2 separate regions of the Mus musculus genome follow, and region 2 is linked to region 1. The links are chromatin contacts, called in public HiChIP or PLAC-seq maps. All regions are on one chromosome and are shown on one strand. Each heading gives the region's core, a stretch centred on a gene start, on an enhancer-like site or on the middle of the called end of the contact. The rest is flanking DNA. Distances are from core to core; before and after follow the strand shown.

Region 1 (6,716 bases), core at 3,130-5,629:
GGGGAATTCAGAGCCCAGGAGAACGAAAGAGGAAATCTAATCTGACATCGCTGTATCGTGAACCTTAACATCAGTTTCACCCGTAAAGACTGAGAGGGCAAGAGTCGATAGCAGCTATGAAGCCTTCTGTCCACGTTCCTGTTTACCCTGTGGGCTGCAGCCTCCTGGATTTTAGAGTAGGGTGGCTTATTAGTGCATGAGTTTTGGAAAGAATCTTAAAAGAATTTGTTCTATCACCCAAATTTACCTTTAATGCTATCTCCCACTCCCTCCACCTTTCCCTCCCCTGTTCTCTCCCTTCCCTCTCCTTCAGCCTTATCTATTTCCTGTAAATTAAGCAAGTCAATCTGGGAAGAAGGAAATTCGTGTTTTTGTTTGCCTGCCTTTGGCAGGGACCAATTCACCACCACTCCTGCTGGTTAATTGCTCTTAATTCGACATCCCAGACAACCATCAGCTTGCCAGAGTTCCCAAGCCTACATTTGAGAATGACCATTGGTCCCCCATGCCCTTCTCTGCTCCTGGATCCCTAATATGTACTGACCATACTTTACTCTGATGTTTAGTAGGAGTCTTTGGTTTGTTTGTTTGTTTGTACAAACAAGATAAGGCCTTGGCTGTCCTAGAACTCACTGTGTAGACCAAGCTGGCCTCAAACTCACAGAGATCTGTCTGCCTAATGCCTCCTGAGTGCTGGGATTAAAGGCAGGCAAAAGCTTGGTGTATAGTGCATTCTGTACTGCTGAGGAGGGCTGTAAATGGTATCACATTATTAAGAGTTAGTTTTCTATTTTTAAAAAGACATCTATCAGCTATGACTAGAACGCTTAACTAAGAGTTTTGTATCGTTGAACATAGAATATCAGTTGCTTCCTTCCACTTACGACTTTTTAGCTGTGATGGGTGCTTGGCAGTGCATCCTAGGTACCCTGGAATGGTTCTCCCACTCTTCTGCTCTGCTAACATGAGCAGGCTCTGTAACTACATACCAGGTGTTAGAACGTGACATGATTTGGTCTGTGCCAGCCTTGTAACAATCCTTGAATGGAGCATTGGTGTATGGCCTATTGTGCCACTGTCAAACCACAGGTGGTGTAACTTGCCTAAGAAGGGAAAGTTCAGAGCCATTCTAGACATGTGGTCTCTAAGCCACTGTGTCACATTGACCTACAGTTCATAAAGCCACTCACTCTTGGGTCCTGGAACCCCAGCACCCTTGCTCATGTCAATTTGCCTCTAATTGTTCCTTCCCCCGTTGTCTTCCAAAGCCACATCTGCCTGGTTTTTCTAGAAGAGATTCATGTCTCTCACAAGGCAGCTTTCCCAGCACACATCACCCCATCTAATCGCATGCTGACTTCATGTCACTTCGTGTTGTTGCTAAGCTTTGTTTATACACTGAACACTGATCCCTTTCCAATTCAGAAGCCACACATACGTATGGATGTCCAGCTACCCCTGTGCATAGCTGAAAGACCAGAAGGAAAGGGAAAAGAAATCTTTGTCATCATGTATACACTAAGCTTTTTTGGTTGTTCCCAGAAGACACTGCTTTCTGATCTTATATAACAAGTGAAGTAGGACAAGAACTGGTAAGGATGCACTCCCCACCCTGTCACCTCATTTTTATAAATAAAGTTTTATTGGAACCCTAATCCATTTGCATATTATCTATGGCTACTTTTGCACTAAAATGGTAGGGTTGAGTATTCCTAAACATATTTGAATGCATAAGATTTTGTGAAATTCAGTCTTCCTTCTCTTCTTTTTATAAATAATTACAGTTTGTTTTCCTGGCAGGAACCCAGGCTTTCCTCCAGTTCTAGAAAGTGTACATTTTCATAAAGGAAGCACACAAGAACCTTAGTTAAAAACTGTGATAGAAGCCTAACTCTGGGGAGTCCTCTTGAACATGAGAACAACACTTAAAGCCATAGCTCAGCATGAGTGCAGAAGCTCTGCTTTGTAAAGGGTTTGCATGCAGTCTTCTAATCAGTTTGACTTACAGCCATTTGTTTTCCACTAAGATTTTAATAACTGGCTTTGGAAAAGTACCCTTATGTAATGGGTAAAAATCAATAAAAAGAATGAGTAAGACCAGGCTTATAGTTAACTTTATATAAAGTAAAAGAGCCTTTCTGATTATATTTTACAACAAACATTTTAAAATGCTTTTAATGCTTGATCAAGTAACATTTATATTGACAATCCCCTTCCCCTTAGTAGATAATCTTAAAGATTAACTACATAATGTTTTACTTGGTTACAGTTTCAAAAGATAAAAAGGTTCACCTCTGATTGGGGTTGGTCATAAAATCATAAAACAAATGACTTCATAAAGTAATCAGTAATGAGCCCTGAGGTTGTGTTATATGCAGTTTCCTGTAAAATTCCCATTTCTGAAGGGAGGCTAACTTGAAATGTAACAACTGGCCAAAAGTTTTAAGGACTAAACAAATGCTCAACACACTTAGTGAATTCTTCTTTACAAAGTGTCTGCAGAAGTGAGTTGACAGATGTCACAAGGGACATAACTCCCCTCGGAAAAAAAATGTGATTCATCCTTTTATGTGAAGCCAAGGATCATGAAAGTATGCTTGCCTTCCGAGCACTGCTGTTAGCACCTGTTTACTAGTCGGGCTAACCTCCAGCTTGAGGGTCTGCGTATGGAGAGCATCAGACTTCTCCATGAGTTTGATGCTCTAATGACCTTTGGTTAATATTTATTGAGGGAAGCAAGATAGGCAAGACAAGGAGTCCAGATTCTCTCAAGTGTTTCCCAGGTGTGTAGGCCTTTGTGTGACTCAGCTTCCTGGTCCTTTTACTTTGTGGATTTTATCTTTGACCTCTGTGAGCCTGAGGCAGAGATTGAGGACGACAGTATTTTAACTAGCTTTGGCATTAGATAAATCTAGCACTGGGTTTCACACCCATTGTGTGACCTGGCTAACATTCTCAGCCTTCTGTTTTCTGGTATATAAAGTACAAGTGATAATTGCAGCCCAGATGATTGTAGAGTGGAAACTAGGCAGGATGTACGCTAAACTAGGCTTTCCAGCAAGATGTCAACAAATGAATGTTCTATGCCTCCTGTCCTTTCTGGTCTGTTTAGTCTCTGGCTCCTTGGTTTCTCAAAAAAAAAAAAAAAAAAAAAAAAAAAGCCCAAGAGATGTAGATGGGTACCATCACTACCTCGTGCTCTTTACTACTTGTAGCAAAGCTTTAAAATATTCTCTCCTGTGTTTTCAGCAATGCAAATTCATATCTAGAGATAGCTGAGTTTTTCTAAATGGCCTGTCTCAGCTGGGGCACTGCTAGGAGTGCATCTTCCAGATCTGAAAATTGGATTCTACAAATGTGTTCTACCCAGACTGGCTGCATCACAATTTCTAGGAGACAATGAGAACCTGACTCTGATAGTTCACTGTTAAGAACGCATGAAATCTGTGTTGTCCCACCTTGCATCAGATTTCAACAAGGAACACCCATTCACCATCATCAGACTATAGAACTCTGAAGCTTTCTGGGATCTATGTAATACTCAAAACCAAAAGTTGTTGAGGTCAGAAACTGGCTTAGTTGCTTCCCTATTGCTGTGATAAAACACCATGACCATGGCCAAGCATCTTATAAAAGAGACCCAGGATTTCGAACTCTATGTCTTAGGCCAGCTCCCTTGAGAAGCAGGCTAAGCCTCACTATGCCATCTCCAAGGCTACCCATGCGCAGGGGTGCTTCTCATTCCCGTAGAGCAAGTTCCCACTGCTGCCACGTTCCCTATACCTAGAAATCAGGATGGGGCAGAGAAAAAGAGGCAATAGATTTAAACAATATCCCACAGAGTGGTTAAGGCCCCGAGTTCCATCGCCAGCACCATGTTTTAAAAAAGAAAAACTGAAGTTCCTTAATGTTAAATAATAAAGTTCAGAGGTATCATCCCACCTGTGAAGAAATGCTATAGGTAACGACTTAACCTGCTTTTTGCCTTAAGGTCCCTAAGATGGACCATCGCTTTCTGTACATAAATTATCATTCTTCACAATGTAACATTATAAATTGATGGTAATCACATTCCTAACTGTGCAAGGCTGAAAGTCATAGTTAAAGGCATCAGACACCCTTCTCCAAGTCTGTTCATGTAGGTATTACTCACCATCAGACCTGCTCCTATAATTCCTGGAAACCACCACTCATAGCAGGAGATGGGGTTTTGAGAAGTCGAGTCTGCCTCCACTAAGCTGATTCCCAGGGGTATACAATTGATAACCACTCCTAGCAGGATCAGAATGAGCAGGCTGAAGCCATTGCAGGATGTCCACCCTTCACAGCACGTCATGGTTTTCCTGGTTCAGTTAGAAACCTCCTCAGGGTGGCTGGGCTCGTGTAGCTCTCTGCCTGGCCTTTTATCCCAACGTTCTGGTTAAAGTTTAGCACTTATGAAAAATGAGTTGTGGAAAGCAGTTCAGAGTCCAGTAGGGCAGGATGTTATTGTGAGGATTATGACGGGAACCAATAATCATATTATGATAGGATGAAGGGAAACAGATAGAAAAAAAAATCTAATGTTGCTGTGTGATGAACTTACACATGAATACAGGTAAGTAAAAACTGATTTAAAAAAAAAAAAGCTTGTGTGGCATAACTCCTAAAATATTCCTCTACTGATGTGCCTTGTAAAAATCTAAGAAGACAAAAAGTATATCCAATTAGAATAAACTACTTTTCATAGTTTTATATTATTGGACGATACAAGGATATTATATATAAAGTATCCTTATTTTGGAGTTATTCAGTAAGAATATGAACATTGTATAAGATTAGGGAAAGCAATCTTCTCTGCAAGTATTCCTGATTACTCTAAATATTAGTGTTTCATTTCAGGCTATTGTCTCACATGCAGCATTTTTAATCCTTAATTTTCCCAGTCTTGTAAAGTAGATCCTTTGTACACATCCCACCTACAACCTGTGGGAGGTTTGACTAATGGCACCAGAAGGAAAGTGATCAAATATGGACACTATGATAAAAGCAATGGCAGAGAGGCTAGACGGGAGACGAAGGTTCCATGTCTGCCATGGTCCTCCTCAACTATAGCAGACAGAGGAACAAGCCTTTAGTTTGTGCTGCTTTGTGTATCTCATAAAGGTCCATCCTGTCACTGCATATCCAGATTTCAAAGGCAGGCGGCTCTGGGGAAAATACCACTTTGTTTACAGAGAGGACAACTGAAAAGACACTGAAATGAATAACAAACAAAACAGTTATTGCTGTCTTATTCAAATGTTTGGAGAAAACTCTTTAGAGTATCTAGGTTCCATCATTAGATCGTTTGAAAACAGTTTGAACCATGTGTATGTTTGTATCTAGAAGGACAGGTAATATTTGTAAGATAAGTCAGGACTCTCCAGCTCCTGCTATCTTCTCAACCCTCTGTCACTGCAGTTCCATCCCATGCAAAGGGTTCACATGATGACAAGCCAGGTCTTAACCATGCAGTCTGCTGCCTGACTGGTTGAACTACCCCAGCAAGAATCCAAGGCATATAAATAGGTAGTAAAGCTGCCTTAGCTGTCTTGAAAAATCATGAGTCACATAGTGCATAGGTAGCCACTGATATATTGGTATACATATATAAAGATATATGAATTTTCTCTCATATTAATTCATCTCCATACTTATTCACACTTATCCACTTACAGCTAAGTAAGACCATGTGACTACTTCAAACCAGTAGAAAGAGAGGGAAAGAAAACAATGTCACTTTCAAGCCACATTGCTTTGCAAGCACTAGGCTATGTCTACCTTGTTTTCCACATAGACCGGAAACAACTAAACTATCTAAGAAGTCATGCATTGACCATGTCAATAGCTTCTTCAGCCCATCTCCTGAATAACTAAATGGAGAGAGCCCTTAGCCCACGTAAAACAACCCAGGAGTCTATTGACTCAATCTCAGTAGCTTTCGTTTCCTTATATTCAGTGTCAAACTTTAACTCAATTTTTAAACTTTCCTGGAGTTCGCAACCTGTGTTGCCAAAACATCAGTTCCAATAGTCTGAAAAAAAAATTCAAAGACAGTGAAACACAGTATTTTCCATTGTTTTATTCATAAATTACATTGGGGAAGGAGGGAACACTTTAAAGTTAAAACACGTGGTGTATACAGCCAATGTAAGCAGACATATAATACATGCATCTCTTGAAAGGCAAGTGCTTCAAAATAATAGAATATATTCACATTGCTTTCACTCAGCTGAGGTCTTTAATGGGAGTCTTCTGCAGATTATCACTGGCCGTTCATAGTGGGCTGAGGGTGGATTCTAAAATATAAACACATTATAATGCTCCCTGTATTCACATTATACATGCACTATGAATATCAGAAATAGAAGCGAAATCTTCCATGGGTAAAGGTGGAAGGGCCCTGAGTTCAGTTTTAAGGACTCGAAGATGCATATGCTATTAAAGAAGAAGAGGTCCTTAGAGATTCTGAGTTCAGCTTCATTATTTCATCAATGAATGAGCAAATTCAGGGAGGCTGACTTATTTATCCATGGCTAGGCATCTTCAGCACAGCACAGACGTATTTTAGTCTTCCGCGTTCTACTCAGCTATGTTTATTAAGCCTTACAGCTTGATAGGTGAACTGGGAGGGATTATAGGGCATACAGTCTAAAAGTCTAAGTATATGAGCCTGGGTCCAACCATCACCGGCC
Region 2 (6,716 bases), core at 2,713-5,212, 210 kb after region 1:
AAATCTGGATTTAGAGAGAGGCTTTATTTGAAAGATAGACGGTTGCAATAGGATGAAGACATCAGAGAAATTGACAAGTATTCAAAAATCAAAGGGAAACAGGATTTTCTTTCATGGGGCAAAGGAGGGGCGAGCAGAGATGAGCAGAATCAGCAGAGGAAGCTGGACAATAGAGGGGAAAGGCTTGCTGAGGATGGACAGGAAGCTATTCCACTGTGGCAGCCAGTTGCCAGAAAGAGCTGATAAGCGCACATTCCACAACTGTGTGCTGGCTCAGGGTTGGGACCTCAGAGCTTGAGGGCAGTGAGAAATAGCCTGTCAGGGTTTGGACAACTCTTAACAGAGAGGGTGAATGGGAACCGTGGACCCTTGCTGTCTGTGTAGCACACCAGCGATCTTCAGCCTAGAATTTCCTAATCTGTAGTCTCCTCTCACTCTGATGGTGACTTAGTCTTGTGCCAATTCAGAAAGTCTAGCAAAAATGACGTCCCTCCCCTTGCCTCAGTGTTTCCTTTCGTCTCTGTGACATCGTTTCATGAAATGCCCTCAAGGTCCCTGAAAGGACTGCTCTCAAGAACTCTCTCTGCAGGATTTCTTATTGTGTGTGTGTCAGATCTTTCTCTTCTGTGTTTATTTACTAAGGGATTTCAGCTTCTTTACGGAAAGGTATGTTGGTAAACTTTACAGTCGCCTTGCCTAAACTGGTAATGCTGGCATACAACTGTAATCCCTGAACTTTGGGAGGATGAAATGGGTTGTCATGAGTTCAAGGACAGTTAGGGCTAGAGAGAAAGACCCTCTCAGAAACTAACTGAACCCATGAGATCGCTCAACACTTGCCGTACACTCCTGCTGACCTAAGCTTGAGCTCTGGGAAGAGTTCTGCAATCCCAGTGCTTTTACAGTGAGGTGAGAGGCAGGCAGAGGCAGGAGAATCTCTTTCAAGTTTTTAGACCAGCTAATGTGAAGTAGAGTGTTTGCAGAGTGGCAGGTCTCAAGAAAGACCCTGAGTCAGTAAGGCTGGAGGCAGGAAATGTTTCCTTAAAGGTCCTCTGACTTTTCCATATATGCTGTGCATGTCACACACACATACATGCACACACACAACACCACCACCACCTCTAATAATAATAATAATAATAATAATAATAATAATAATAACAACAGTAACAACAACGATAACAGCGAACAACAACAATGTAAAACAACAAACAAACAAAACAAAAAACCCCATTCATCTTAGTAGGGAAAGTTTTGATAAATTGACTTATAGTTTTACTACACTATCATAAGAATTATGTAAAAACAATGTTTAGTTCCAGTCTAACCCTAACTTTAATATCATGGTTCTCAATCAGGGTTTTTTGTTTGTTTGCATTTTCATTTTCATGGCAATATCTGAAGACACACTTGTCATGACCAGGCACATGCTGGCCTCTAGTGGTTTATAGTGATTGATTGTATGGTTCTTCCTCTCTCAGGACAGCAAACAGCCCTCACAACAAAGCCTTCTCCAGACAGAATGCCAGTGTGTGAGGATAGGAGACACTGACTTCAGTCCTGATCTGACTGGGCACATGTTTGTAGCTATCCAGCACATCCCTAGGACAAACTCATTTTATGACATACACTGTACGTTTACTAATAATGTGCTCCTTGCTCTGAGCTGGGCACGCAATTCGTGACTTTCCTATAGTTCTGGCTTGCTTTCTTAAAAATGTGGCTTAAATGTAGGAGGCCTGATGTCAGCAGCAGATCTATTTGGTTTTGCCTAAAAAGTTGACACTAATCAGGGTTCTTGGTATTACAAAGAGACTAAAGAATATTTGAATCAGAAGGTTTTAGCTAGTTGCTTTTCTGCACATTCCCCGGAGATGACAGCATTTTATGGGATAGAAGAGGGTCTCCTTCCTTATCTCTAGAAGCCAGTACTTAGGATGCTAATGAGTTTAGTAGGAACTGAATTCTAAAATGGGATTCTAGGAGTCAAGTGACTAAGAAAGGAAAGCCAGAGTACCAATGCAACAATGGGCCCTGACAATGTCAATAGCTAGAGGGGTGTGGCACAACTTGACATTAAAATAAATAACTTCAAAGCTTCATTTGATGTCAGGAAAACACGTGCAATGCCGGGTTGCTTCAAAGGCGGCTCCTAGCTCTGCCTTCTCTTCCTTTAGAGCTCGATGTGTATCAGATCACATAACTGTGTCTGCGCCTGCATCTCCAGCTACCTACCACAGACTCCTTTAAAAATTATCTCAAAGGTGACAAAACGTGAGGAATAGAATATCTTGGGAATAGAAAGACTGTACGGGCAAGTATGTAAACAACTTCCTAACTATGGCTCTTCTGATGGACATTAACCAAGCTGAACTCAGGAGGGGCTTGAAGAGTCAGTCCAGCATCTAGCTGGAAACCTTCAGTCCTGAAAGCCCTTTTTGAGGCCACCATAGGTCACTCAATGTCTCCACCTGTTTCCTGTGAGATAAAATGAGTATCAGTTATCCGGCTGTAAGGAAGTAAGGATAAAGTGGTCACCAGTGGACTCCAGGGTACATGATAAACAGCCAGTTGCGCAGACATCCGTGTTTACGCTCTGACTGCCCCGCCCTCTTATGTGGGGCCTCTCCGGTCCCCTGTACTCCTCTGCAACCATGGGGATGACCGAAGATCGCTCGCTGACTGATAGAACTGTGTTCTTGGTCCTTACCAATGACAATGGCATATAAGTGTGATATCACGAGAGGCTTTTATTTTTTTAGAGTTAGGGAAGCAAAAGTTCCAGGGATGTGTCTGATGAGGAGGTCTTAGGACAGGGCCGTCCTTTGGAGACTTTAAACTGGAGACGAAGCATCAACAGACATTGCTAAGTAAGCCTGGGCTTTGTGCTGCTGGCAGGAGCTCCTTCCCATGTTGCTGATGACACAGAACCTTATTTTAACGAGTATTTAAATGTGAATAAAAAGCTTTTGGGGGTGAAGATTTACAGAACAGGTAGACCCCTTAGTCATTTATGTATTTATTTATGCATTTATGTATTTACGTATTTATTTACAATCCAGCTGTTGCTCCCCTACCTGGTCCCGTCCTCACACAGCTCCTTATTCCATCCCTCCCTCCCATCTCTGAGAGAGTGCTCCCCCACCACAAGGCCTCTCCCTTCCTTGAGCCTCAAGTCTCTCTAGGATTAGGCACATCTTCTCCTACTGAGGCCAGACCAGGCAGTCTTCTGCTAGATACGTGTCGGGGGCCTTGGAACAGCTTGTGTTTGCTGCCTACTTGGTGGCTTAGTGTCTGAAAGCTTCCAGAGGTCCAGGTTCATTCTTAAACATTATTCTAGAAGCGAACATTGGCTCAGCATCAGTATCCTAACTTAATTTAAGTATCACCTATCTAGGCATGCCTATTTGATTTTAACACCTTTTTTTCCCCCAGAAAGAGAACTGCCCGACATCTAAAGAAGCTTGAGTCTTTCTAGGGGATTAGAGAGATGGCTCAGTGATTGAGAGGGCTGCTTGCTTCCGCAAAAGATCTAAGTTCAGGTCCCAGCACCTATGTCAAGTGGCTCACAGCATTGGTAACTCCAGGTCCAGGGGGTCTAATACTCTCTCTGGCCTCTGAAGGCACTTGTATGCATGTGCACATGCACACACACACACAGACATACACACAAACACAATGCACATACATGCACACAAGCATTCATGTAAACACACAAATAATAATATTTTTAGAAATGGTTTTCTAACATTAGAAACAGGAATAAGGGCTTACATCTCTACTAGGACCGAGAAGTGAGAGGTTACAACGGTAGGACTCAGGCTGACTAAATGAAGAACAGTGACTCTCCATAGAAAGGCAACAGCTCCAGGAGAAAGGTCAACAACTCAGTCCTTGACCACTTCCTTCCTGGAGCCTTTCTGACCTATTCCAGCTCCGCCCACTCCCGATGTTCAGACTATTTCCTGTAAGATCTTATTGCAAGGCACTCTAGTCAGTGAGTCAGGCCCAAAGCCACCTCTGCTACTTACACACCTGGACCATTGGCAGCTGCCTGACTCTCTTTGTGTCTGACTCCTCATCTGCAAAGCAGAGATGATACCACACTATGAGGACTACCCGTGTTAACACATCCCAGAATGGCACACTCTACACCTTCATCAATAAGCATAGCTGTACTTTGGATGCTTTTGGAAGGCACTGATGTTCCAATATGCAAATCTTGATGTTAGTTGAAAGACTCCTCGAAAGCAGGGACAAACTTTATCCCCCCAGGAATAGCACAGTGTCTGACTCATCAAACGTATCCTAGAGGCTCAGACAGGACATCATTCATTTTTGTTCCTTTTTTTTTTTCTTTTCTTCGTTCCTTCCCTCCTCCTGTGGTGGTTTGAATAGGAATGACCTACATAGAATCACATGTCTGAGTGTTTAGCCATAAGGAGTGGCACTGTTTGGAGGTGTGGCCTTATCAGAGTAGGTGTGGCTTTTTTGGAGAAAGTGTGTCACTGTGGGGATGGGCTTTAAAGTCTATTTTGCTCAGCACCATGTCTGCCTGCACAACAACATGCTTCCCACCATGATGATAATGGACTAAATCTCTGAACTGTAAGCCAGCCCCAGTTAAATTTGTTTTTATTTATAAGGGTTGCTATGGCATTGCTTCACAGCAGTAGAAACCCTAACTAGGACACCTCCCTTCTTTTGTGCATGTGTGGTATATGTATGTGGTATATATATTTTTTTGTATGTACAGGTATGAATGCACTCTCTTGCATCAATGAGTGCGGAGAACAAGGACAATGTCAGATTCTTCCTCAAATACTTTTCTTATTAAAACAGAAGTTCACTTTCTAGGCTAGGCTGGCCATTTATCAAAGCCAAATGTCTTTGTGGCTATAGCAATCCTGTCCATGGTATTTCTGAACCTGTATTAGGAGGATGGCAAGTGTATTCATTAACTGTCAAAAGACAGCATGGGCTCATTTCATCAGTCAGGGTTCTGCCTATGGGCACAGACTCTGAACTAAAGATTCAAATCTATGGAAAATTAATGACTCTAAGGGGACACACAAAACATGATATTCTTTGATTCTATGGTCTATCTAAAATAGAATGGAGTGAAAAATTGGACATAATAGATTCAGACAATCCTTCCTAAGGGCTCTGTTCCAAATCCTTAGGTATTTTCCACTTTTTAAAAAGTGAGTGGAATAATTATAAGGGTGAAAAAATTCAGTGAATGTTCAACCTCAGGTCACTTGAGTGGCTTGAATTATCATCCTTCAAGCAGGTATCAGATTTTAATTAATTTTAAACCTACTTCTACAAAGGTCATTGGGACTGTAGTTAAAGTGTTGCCATATGAATGCTGTGATTGTTTTCTTAATTATATTATACTGTACATTCTTAGTCTTGAGGAGAAGGCCAGATGCATGGAAAACAGTGGTCCAGGGTTGGTCATCTGTCCTAGCATTGTTTTGGGTTACTGTCCTGTAGTCAGGGAGTCTGGCTCATAAACATTCCAGCTAAAACTATAACCATCATGTGGACCATCAGGGTGTCTGTCCCTGTTGTACTTAATCCCGATCTTTCTCAAATGCCTTAACATGTTCGAGTCCTACTGTTATAGAGATAAAAATTATTCTCTTTACTCCTTGTGTGGAGTAGATGGTGTTAAATGGAGAAGATTTGGGGTTGCCATCTCATATGAGTAATACTATGCCTCTGTTTGGAGTTATCTTTCTATGATGTGGACCCGGTCACCCCGGAATTTACAAGAACCAATGAATTGCTGCTAGAACAAAAATCTCATAATGTCTGACCCAGCTGTGGTATTATGATATGTGGCATTATGATAAAAATATCTTTTACATTGTAAGAGACTGAGACTTTGTATAGACTTCATAGTGTAATTTACTGGATGTACCTTTAAGAGAGCTGAAAGTAGTCTCTATATTCCAGTTCCTTATGACTCAGTGTTAGTAGTACTTTTTTTCTGGAAGTGTTGGTTAATACACACTGGCTACATGGGTCAGATCTTCTGGAATTTTAGTTGCACCACTGAACTTGCTATTTGGATGTCATGAACAGCTCATTTTAATGGAGTGAAATTGTTTGATACCAATTTTGGTACAAAAGAGTGGGGGTGTCCTGTAACAGGACTTAAAATGTGGAAGAGGTTTTGGGCTTTGGTAATGGGCAAAAGCCAGAAGTATTTTTGAAACATTGTATATCTGTTTGACAATGGTGACAGAATTGTGGACTTTAACTACAGAGCTGGAGAAGGTTCCGAAGGAAGCTAGGAGTCGCATCTGTCTATAGTTGATTTAGATGAAGAGATCTGGGACTTAGAGCTGATAACATTCAGATGACAGTTTTGGACCCAAGTTTGGTGCTGGAATGGTGTGAATACATTTAGTACTAGGGAAGGACACTGGCTGTGTTTCCAGCCCAGGACAAGTGTTAGGAAGCAGAGAGCTGAGCTTGCTTTTTGAGCCCACTCTTCCTGTACTTGTTTACGGTATTGGGAGTTGAACCCAAGACCTTGTTCATGCTAGGAAGTTGCTGTTCCACTGAGCTATAACACCACACCTTTTTGTACTTTCTAGTTTTGAGAGAGGATTTAAGTAAATCACCTAGGCTAGGCTAGGCTAGCCTTGAACTTGAGATCCTCCTGACTTGACTTCCTAGGCAGCTGAGATTAGTGATTGTTG

What was found. HiChIP or PLAC-seq counts read pairs in DNA pulled down with a chosen protein or histone mark.
Region 2: a contact with region 1 is called in an HNF4G HiChIP or PLAC-seq map of pancreatic cancer cells. The contact joins the enhancer-like site here to the promoter of Tm4sf20 in region 1. A contact is called at or near these places in 7 of 39 promoter capture datasets (the 3T3-L1 cell line, 3T3-L1-derived adipocytes, the C10 cell line and 3 more), 2 of 15 datasets of contacts at CTCF or cohesin (the G1E-ER4 cell line and the NIH/3T3 cell line), 2 of 484 Hi-C or Micro-C datasets (CD4 T cells and bone marrow-derived macrophages), 6 of 115 datasets of contacts at active chromatin or transcription factors (bone marrow-derived macrophages, cardiomyocytes, extraembryonic endoderm stem cells and 3 more) and 5 of 9 other capture datasets (adipose tissue, embryonic stem cells, liver and 2 more).

The regions. Positions count from the first base shown.
Region 1 is chr1:82,764,082-82,770,797 of GRCm38.p6, forward strand. Tm4sf20 (transmembrane 4 L six family member 20) reads right to left here and starts at 4,380. Exons shown (of 4, transcript NM_025453.4): 1 at 4,154-4,380. The coding sequence starts at 4,336.
Region 2 is chr1:82,972,004-82,978,719 of GRCm38.p6, forward strand. No RefSeq gene overlaps it. Among named protein-coding and RNA genes, the nearest start is that of Slc19a3, 63 kb to the right of the region's middle. Within about 2 kb of position 3,963, at least 45 of the 459 cell types and tissues checked have an H3K27ac peak or open chromatin away from gene starts, as enhancers often do. A contact at or near this core is called in pancreatic cancer cells and regulatory T cells, where this site is marked.